2 separate regions of the Danio rerio genome follow, and region 1 is linked to region 2. Evidence: chromatin contacts called from public Micro-C data. All regions are on one chromosome and are shown on one strand. Each heading gives the region's core, a stretch centred on a gene start, on an enhancer-like site or on the middle of the called end of the contact. The rest is flanking DNA. Distances are from core to core; before and after follow the strand shown.

What was found. Hi-C and Micro-C count contacts between places; a contact is called where the count stands out from the background.
Region 1: a Micro-C map of caudal fin shows a contact between it and region 2, with 3 times the contacts expected there. The contact joins the enhancer-like site here to the promoter of bhlhe40 in region 2. A contact is called at or near these places in 2 of 18 Hi-C or Micro-C datasets (caudal fin and an unstated tissue) and 1 of 4 datasets of contacts at active chromatin or transcription factors (caudal fin).

The regions. Positions count from the first base shown.
Region 1 is chr11:38,205,835-38,210,526 of GRCz12tu, reverse strand. The region is part of intron 49 of itpr1b (inositol 1,4,5-trisphosphate receptor, type 1b); the gene reads left to right. Among named protein-coding and RNA genes, the nearest start is that of bhlhe40, 60 kb to the right of the region's middle. Within about 2 kb of position 1,321, at least 27 of the 62 cell types and tissues checked have an H3K27ac peak or open chromatin away from gene starts, as enhancers often do. A contact at or near this core is called in caudal fin, where this site is marked.
Region 2 is chr11:38,146,450-38,151,152 of GRCz12tu, reverse strand. bhlhe40 (basic helix-loop-helix family, member e40) reads left to right here and starts at 2,719. Exons shown (of 5, transcript NM_212679.2): 1 at 2,719-3,036; 2 at 3,135-3,198; 3 at 3,370-3,477; 4 at 3,848-3,971; 5 at 4,196-4,703. The coding sequence starts at 2,960.

The DNA of each region.
Region 1 (4,692 bases), core at 72-2,571, 61 kb before region 2:
TAGTTAGTTGATTGTTTTTTGAGATTTAAAAAAATATTTAGTAGTTTTATTTATTATTGGTTGCACTGTATTTTATTTAGTTTTTAATTTTTAATTGCAGTTTTTACTTTTAATTCCAGTTCTGTTCACAATATTGAGCTCGCTCGCTCGTTTTTCTTTCGTCCGTTTATCCGCTAGCTCACTTGTTTACTCATTCGTTCATTCGTTATTTTTTTAATTTAATTTAATAAAAAAAAAATTCAGATCATCATTTTTTTATTTTATTGTGTTCAGAATATTGAGCTCGCTCGCTCACTCACTTGTTTGTTTGTTCGTTCTTTCGTTTGCTTGTTTATGTTTTGTTTTTGTTTTTTTAATTAATATTTAAAGTTTTATTTATTTTTTAATTTAATTTAATTCGTTGTTTTTGTTCGCTCGTTCGTTCATTCGTTTGTTCGTTCATTTGTTTCTTTTTCTTTTTATTTATTTTATTTTTATGTTTTGAGATCATCAGTTGTTATTTTATTTTATTGTGTTCAGAATATTGAGCTCACTTGCTTGTTTGTTCGTTCGTTTCTTCGTTCGTTCCTTTGCTCACTCATTTATTCGTTATTTTTTTATTTAATTTTATTTATTTTTTAGATCATAATTTTTTTATTTTGTTTTATTGTGTTCAGCTCGCTCGCTTGCTCACTCATTCGTTCGTTCGTTTTTTTGTTTGTTTGTTTTTTTTTCATTTTATTTTTAAATTCATTTTTAATTAAGTATTTAAATAATTTTATTTTATTACATTTTTAATTAGTTTAATTCATATTTTTAATTACATATTTTAATTTTTTTATTTGTTTGTTCACTTTTTTACTTGCATTCTTGCTTGTTCGTTCATTGGTTAACTTTTTAAATTTTATTTAATTAAATCTTTTTTTAGATCATCAGTTTTTAATTTTATCATTTTATTTCATTTTGTTTTACTGTTTTACATCTCAATCTGACCCAATTAAAGCCAGATTATCAGATTCTCCAAACTTTATCTTGTGCTTCATTCAAAGACAATGATCAAGAATGTTGCATGATCAATGCATTAAATCATCAACTAACAAAAAATTCAATCTCATCTCGCTTTAATTTGTTATTTTCAGCTTTATATTCAATTTTTTAGTCCTTGCGTGTCAGTGTTTAGGTTTGTATCAATGAGCAGAACAGACTCTTTGACGTGGGTTTGTAGAATGGCTCTGAACCGGATTGTGCAGATTTCCAGCTCGTCGATCCAAACCGCAGCTCGTCTCTCAGCCGTGAGTCCGTCCTCATACATCTTTCAGCCGTGGTATTTTTAGCTCGCCGGGTTATGTAACAAGCACCTGTCATGTGGTCGACTCGCAGGCGGGAGAGAGAGAGAACCATCCTGCAAATCCAACTGACCTCATTTTTCTTCTCTGCACACACACACACATACACACACATGCTTAGCAATCCTACTTATGCATATATACACATAAAGACCTTGCTGTACAGTAAGTTTGAATGACACACACCTTGATTAGGACTTAAATGAGGATTAAAAAGGTGGTTGATGGAAAATCTTGATCAAACCTGAGCGTATATTCAAATATGTCACTCTGTCTTTGTTATGTAACTTTTTTTTTCCAAAGCATTTTCCCTTGAGGGCTTGAATGTGCCTCAACATGTTTAACAGGTGAAACTGCAAATACTTTAGGGAATCCAGTTTAGATCTTTTGTACAGAAGCAAAGTTTCACATCATGGGTAATGATGTTAAATGTAATCTTAGCATATCATCTGCATTTGCAGCTAAAAATGAAAGTGCTGTGTTTTTTTTTCTCCCTTTACCCTCATGACTCTTCTGTGAAATACAGTTTTCATTAATATACAGAAATATGTATTTTTAAATGGACTTGGCTTGCAAAATAACCCTATAATAGGGTATATGCAGGCTAGTGTTTCTTCTCATGCTGATAAACTTCTGGTGAATTGTTAATGTGACTTTTTTAATTTCATACGGCTCCTTTTGCAGAATTGATGTTGTAATGTTATTAAAATACAATCAGTTAAATAGACTTCAGTGTTCATTTAGTTTTTCAAGAGTAAAACGAGATGAAACGCTGTTTACACGCATGCACCCGTCAGGATCAGCAGGCTAGCACAGAAACTCCATTGAAAATACTGAGGTAAAATAAATGGTCGTATTTTAAGGACATGACATGGAAAAATGTCATTAAATGCAGTGTTTCTTATACATTCTGAGACCCACTTTATGTTGTATACCAATCAGGCAGTAAAGATACTTGATGTTTAAAAGAAAACAGACCTTAAACGCATTGATTTTGTAACTGCATACAGTGCACCAGAAGCACTTGACCCAGGTTACAGACAAATTAAAAGTCCTTCCGCATACTTCTGCATATGCCCTATTGTGTGCATTATCTTAACATTTAATTCCAGTTTACAAAAAAAATTGCCCAAATATTGTTCAAACCAGTTTGACTAACTGACTTCTGTGGAAAACACAAGATTTTTTTGATTGTGTTCATGCTGCATGTTTTTCGATAGCAAGGCAAGTTTATTTATATAACACAATTCATACACAATGGTAATCCAAAGTGCTTTATGTAATCAAGTATAAAAGAATCAAGAAAATAAACATGATTCAAAATAATTAAAAACTAATTAAAATGTGTTAAAACAGGGTTTAAAGGAATGACAAAGAAAAGAAAGACATACATACATATGTTTTTTATTATTAAGGCAAAGTTTACACTGCATGACTATCTACAGTGGAATTCAGGCTAGACTAGAATATCGCAAAAGACGTGCAGATAAAGCAACGTTTTCATCCAATGAGTCAAAGAGAACAAAATCATCACTTCCTGAATAACTGGCACTAAATATCAAAAGTAAAAACTAAATTTGCTGTGGTAGGAGAAGCTGCGTGAATCTTTTCTTTATTTAATTAGGCTACTTGCGCCTCTGAAGTCGTTGTGAACACGCAATGAACACGTGATGGCATTTGAAGGGTTGAGACACAGAGCACAGACGCTCTTTACTATTCTGGAGGTATTTATTAATTAAATAACACTACCACTGTAATGGTTAAGGCATTTTAGAATGACCGAAACAACATTTCAGATGTTTTACAGTGTGCTCAGCCTGCTGGTTTCTCCATTCACACACTTTTTTTTTATCATTACATGGTTTCTTATAACAAAACCGCATTACTTTTTTTAATGCGTATACTGGAATATGTTCTGTAAAGTGTTTTCATTGTAGTTCATGCTAATTTTTTTATCCCATAAAAAGTTTATCCTACTCAGTTACGTGCATGTGTTTTTTATGTGCTATTTAAAAATGTATGCACATGTTGGCATTTCCATCAACCGTTTTTTTATGTGCATATCCAAAAGGCCCAAAAATAGGTGGATGGAAGATAGCTAATGACTGTCTGTCTTATAAACACACACAAGAAGTGATAAGATCATTTAAGTTCACATGAAAGATTGCAAATGATAGCCTGCAAGACATTTTTTAAATAATCTGCCATTCATAATGTCCGTGGGATGAACGCTGATTTACAGCAAAAAGGGGGAAAAAAAGATCATAGAGGAGGAAGTATTTGTTGAGATAGAGAACAAACAATGTGTGTTGTGCAAAAAGAAATAAAACAATTGGAGGTCAATAAATACGTTTGCGATGTGCTAAGGCTGATCAAACAAATGTTCCTTAGTTTCTGTTTAATGTTATTGTAAGGCTTATTTATTCTGAGATTGTGTTCTGTAACTCTTCTCTAAACTCTCAGCTGAACCGTGTCCTGCTCTCTCATTGGCTGTTAGTCATCGCTGATGTGTTTTTTTAGTCATAACTCATTTCAAACAGCTTGAAATTGAATTCACTTTGGTGATTCTCTCTGATCGAGTTTATGATAATTCATGCTGTGTGATTGTCGCTTGCTTGACCGAGCATCAACTTGCTGTAGATTTCAGGCTTTTGTCTGAGATTTCACAAAACTTTTTTAAAAATCAGGGCTAAAGTTGTGCAGTGTAAATGTAAATTTTTGTTGTTGTTTTTATCAAATTTAACAAATACTATTTTAATCTTATTAAAAGTTTTTGGTTCTTGTTTTGTTTTTAAATTTTTTTATGGTTTTGTTTTGTTTCTCATTTTAATTATTATTATTATTATTATCATTTTTTTCAGTCTGATTTGCCTCAGATTTCAGCCTTTTGTCTGTGATTTCACAAAACCTTTTGGCATGCAAAAATCACGGCTAAAATTGTGCATTGTGAATGTAAAATTAAGTTCGAATTCTTTTTTTAATCAAATTTATCAAATACTATTTTTAATGTTGTTTCAGGTTTTTAGTCCTTTATTTTTGTTTTTTGTAGTTTTGTTTTGTGTTTCTCATTTAAATGAGAATTTTTTGAGTCCAAGTTGCCTCAGATTTCAGGCTTTTGTCTGTGATTTCACAAAACCTCTCAGCAAGTGAAATTCAGGGCTAACATTGTGCAGCGGAAAAATAAAGTTCAATTTTAATTATTTTTGGAATAAAAAATTCTAATTGAATATTATTTAAGGTTTTAATCCTATTTTTTTGTTTTGTTTTGTTATGCATTTAATATTTAATTAGTTTTTTTTAAGTCAAATTTGCCTCAGATTTCAGTTTTTTGTCTGTGATTTCACAAAACCTTTTCTTTGAGCAAAAA
Region 2 (4,703 bases), core at 1,470-3,969:
CTGCCCCATCTCCTCTGATGCTTTATGTTGCTTTTTACAGAGAAGTGCATTTATATTAAGGCAGAAAACAATGATTTAGGCTTTAGCGCACACATGCACAGGATGTCTGTCTAATTGTAAATCCAAAATTGTTCCAAAATGTTTTCAGAAAATGTTGGCCCTTTAAAGGAAGCCAAGTGCTTGATTTGTTTACTTCTGAGTGTGCTCCATTCTTTGTCTATTAATTCAGATGCAGAGTCTGATGTTTTAGGCCTTAAATAAGAATGTACAATGTGTAAGTAAAATATGTTTAAATGTTTTTGAGGGTTTCTTAAAAAGGCTGTGTATTAAGTTATACTGTTGTCATCTTGAACTGTGTAGTTTGTTGTCTACATTGTTAGATAACTGGCAGTAGTGTTGCCAGTATTCTGCTGTTAAATAGGCTGGTGAGGTCTAACAGTTTACTAATTTAGTGCTAATGATAATATATTGCATGCATCACCGTGTTACTTTTTGACATGGTGATTATTTTTTATAACCTGCAGTGTTTGAAGCATCCACCAAAATGAAGAAACTTGTTTTATAGCTACATTTTAATAAATAAAACAGATTTGTTGTCTACAAACTGTTGTGTGAAAACAATTGTCTTGTTAAATGATAACATTATCATTTAAAATGTGGATTTCATCAGTGGATTGCAGGACAAAACTAAAATTATTATTAAATCTGAAATATTGATTTGGTCAAAATAACAAAGACGTGACATGTTTTCAGACAACACAATAAAGAAAATAAATAAATAAAAAGCAAGCGTTAAAAATAAAAATTATATTTTGCAGCCTGTTTAAAATATATTAAACCAGAGGATGTATTTATATAATAGTCTAAAATATACAGGGTATTAAAATGTAAAATATATTTCAATAAACTTTTTTAGGAATAAAATAGGCTATAAAACGAAAATACATAAGCAATAAATCCAGAGAAACTGAATAGGCTGTCCATGTGGTCTATAAGTTAATTTTATACATATCTCTCACACACACACACACACACACACACACACACACACACACACACACTGGATTAATTATTTTTACATTATTGGACATGTATCCAACAATAAATGACTATAGGTTGACACCTCAGTTATTTAAACAGCACTTCATAGTTTTGACTTCTGTCAGTCATGCTCCGCGCGTTGTTTACAGTCAAACAGTGTTGCCGCCATTGGCACCTTTATCACCAGCGCGCGCTCGTCTGGTCGAGCTCGAGCAGCTCGGCACTAAAATAAACCTGTGACGTCAGTCTCGGGGATTCAGTCGGTCCTCCGCCTCCGCCCTTTCCCTGCGCCGCCATGAGGAGTTCAACGTGACCGCCGCTGAGTACAACCGGCAACAACAAACTGAGCCGCAGCACGAGAGAGACACGAGCGCCTGCACGTTGCGCGCCAAATGCTCCCGGTGTGAAATAACGGCGCGTTAGCTCCCGCGCGCATCTGCTACTATTGTGTAACCATGACAACGGTGCCGTGCACGTTCATGTGCCAGCATCATGTCAGGGGAATTTGTTAATGAATACTTGCATTATATTGATGGAGCGCAACAGGTGTTCTGGACATTATTCATTTCACATCCGCTTCTGTCTAGAAGCTTCGGCAGGCTGCACGCACACATTTGGAGCCGTGTGTTGTGTGTTTGTGAAAGAATAACAAAATAATCCTTAATGCAAACACACCGAGCGATTTGGTAAATAAACTAAAATTTGAAATATGTTTAATGCTTTTTTAAAAATAAATATCCAAGATTAATGCATTTTTATGCAGATTATTTAAACAAAAATTAATAAATAAAATAATAAATATAATTTATACTTATACTTTATATTTAAGCAATATATAAAATTCAATAATTACAGCTGATCATATTAATAATATGTATGAGCACTGCATGATTATATTTATTATTTAAAATATTTGTATTATATTTAGTTGTTAAACACAAATTATTTAATATATTTGTATTGTTTAATGTAGTTGTTTATTAGCATAATATAGCTGATAAATATTACTTTACATTAACACTATTATTAATATAGGCACGTAGTTTAATATATTTCAAAAATATATTGGAATTAAATAAGTAAAATTGATCACATGAACAATGTGTGTGTTTGTAAAATGAGTTTCATGTGTTATATAACTCAAAACGAGTCTATGCGCATTCTTATATTAAGACTATAATAATTTATAATATGTACTGCTAATTTTGCAAAGAAATATATCCACAGACAGTACAGAACAGATAAAAATCCAAACACATTTTAATGATCTGATTATGTTTGTAATTCAGTCAAGAATAATTATGAAAATCATTTGCAATAAATGTTTTTAAGTATAATTATTCTTCATACAATACTCGGAGCCATGTCAACATTTGTATATATATCATCGTTTTAAAGTCAATCCAGGATAAGGCGCTCATTACACAGTGGACTAACAAGCCTCCGAGAGAAGAGCTGTTGTTCTGCGCGCAGAGAGAGCGAGAGAGAGGCGGGGGGAAAGAGAGAGAGATAGAGCGAGCGAGCAGCATGGTGGTACACGGGACACGGGAGGGCGGCGGTCTGCTGTAAATGGGTTGAGCTCTGAAAGCGCCGTCACACACGTGAGGCTCATGTGACTGGAGCTCGAGACGTGTCTGCAGTCACAGGGTTTATTTAACACGTACTTCAAATCCACCCACATACACTCATTTAACCAGCACCGGAGCCGACAAACGCCTCCTGCATCTCCACCTCACAACAACATCACTTCTGCGTCCTACTGCTGAGGCTTGAATCTGGAAAGAACTACTTCATTCGAGGAAAACACATGTGGACTTTGATAAGAGAATAACGGATTGTTTTTTATTTTTGTATCTACTTTTTGTTATTATTATTTTTGATTTACCCTATTCTTACACCAGTAAGACACTAGGGTGAAATGGAGAGGATTACCAGTGCTCAGCCTCCTCCGTGTATGTCCAAACACCCCTCGCTGGATATCTCTGACATGCAAGGGTAAGTCAGTCTCCTCAAGCTGTTTAGTGTGTGTGTTTGTGTGTGTCTGTGAACGCGACGCAGTTCTCTTATTGGCTCTATTTTACTTTATTTTATAGAATGGACTTTCCCATGTATGTGTATAAACCCAGACGAGGAATGAAGCGCAGTGAGGACAGTAAGGTACGAATGCGTAATTACGCACAAATATGAATGCGCACGCTTTTACTTATGACCTTTCTCTTATTTAAATGTATTTTGATGTTCTAAACAAGTGCGCAATTTGCCTTTTATTATTTTTTGCTTGTTTTTATGCATCGAAGTTAATATATAGTTTTATCTGCTGACCCCCAGGATACGTACAAACTGCCTCATCGATTGATCGAGAAGAAAAGAAGAGACCGAATAAACGAGTGCATCGCGCAGTTGAAGGATTTGCTGCCCGAACACCTTAAACTCACTGTAAGTAATATGGGAGTGGATGGGCTCACCTCCTCACTATGTTGTAGTGTAAAGCGCCACCTGCTTGTTGATCATGAATAAATCATGTTTGTCCTGCTTTTGGATTAGTCACGCTCCTACAATGTGCTTGATTTATATTTTATTATATAAAACCTTCACCTTTGGCATTCTGTATCTGGCATGTTAAACAAGGCGTGTTAGATTGTCATTCGGAGAATTTGAATATTTCTAACACGCACATGTGCATGCACTGGTGAGCAGAGAGGAGTGTCTTCATTCCTGCTCAGTGCAGGTTTGTCCTCTCTGAGCTGCTGCGGAGAGCGTTACATAAGAAAGATCAACATGCTTATCTGGGTTCTTCCTGTTTTAGACTCTGGGACACTTGGAGAAGGCTGTTGTCTTGGAACTCACACTCAAGCATGTGAAGGCTCTTAACAACCTGCTGGAACAGCAACAACAGAAGATCATTTCCTTGCAGAATGGATTGCAAATCGGTGAGTTTTTGATAATACCAAAAGGTCGGCACATCAAATGTGTGACCATGTTGCAGGAAGTGGCCCCGCTGAACTTTTCACCTCCCCTCCCCTTTCAGTTGTTTTCGAGTGCATTACAAAATAAAGAAATTGAGACATGCTTGCGCAACACAAAGAATGATCTGGCCTCAGGGAGTGTTGTGAAGGAAAACTTGGACTTGTTCTAATTGTTTTGTTGTTTGCAGGCGAACAGGGAAATGGGCCCTCAGAAAACAGTGAAGAGATGTTTCGTTCCGGGTTCCACTTGTGCGCCAAGGAGGTTCTTCAGTTCCTGGCCAATCAAGAGACCATGCGTGACCTGACCACTGCTCACATAATCGAGCACCTTCAAAAAGTGGCATCTGAGCTCATTCAGAGCCCACCGAGTCCTCGTCTGGACGAGCCCGCTCCCAAAGCTCAAGAGAGTCGGGAGAAACCATCAGGCCTACAGCCAAAGGCTGCAGAAGGTCATGCTAAAAACTGTGTGCCTGTCATTCAAAGGACTTATCCCCACAGCAGTGAGCAAAGCGGGAGTGATACGGACACCGACAGTGGCTATGGGGGTGAGTACGAGAAGCGTGACCAGAAAGCTCAGCGGCCGGACTGCTACGTAAAAGAAAGCGGGGCTCTCAAGTACAGCAGCAGCATTAAAGAGGAGCAGGATGAGCCACCAAGCAAACGGCCGAGGTCAGACTCCTCAGAAGATGAGTCTCT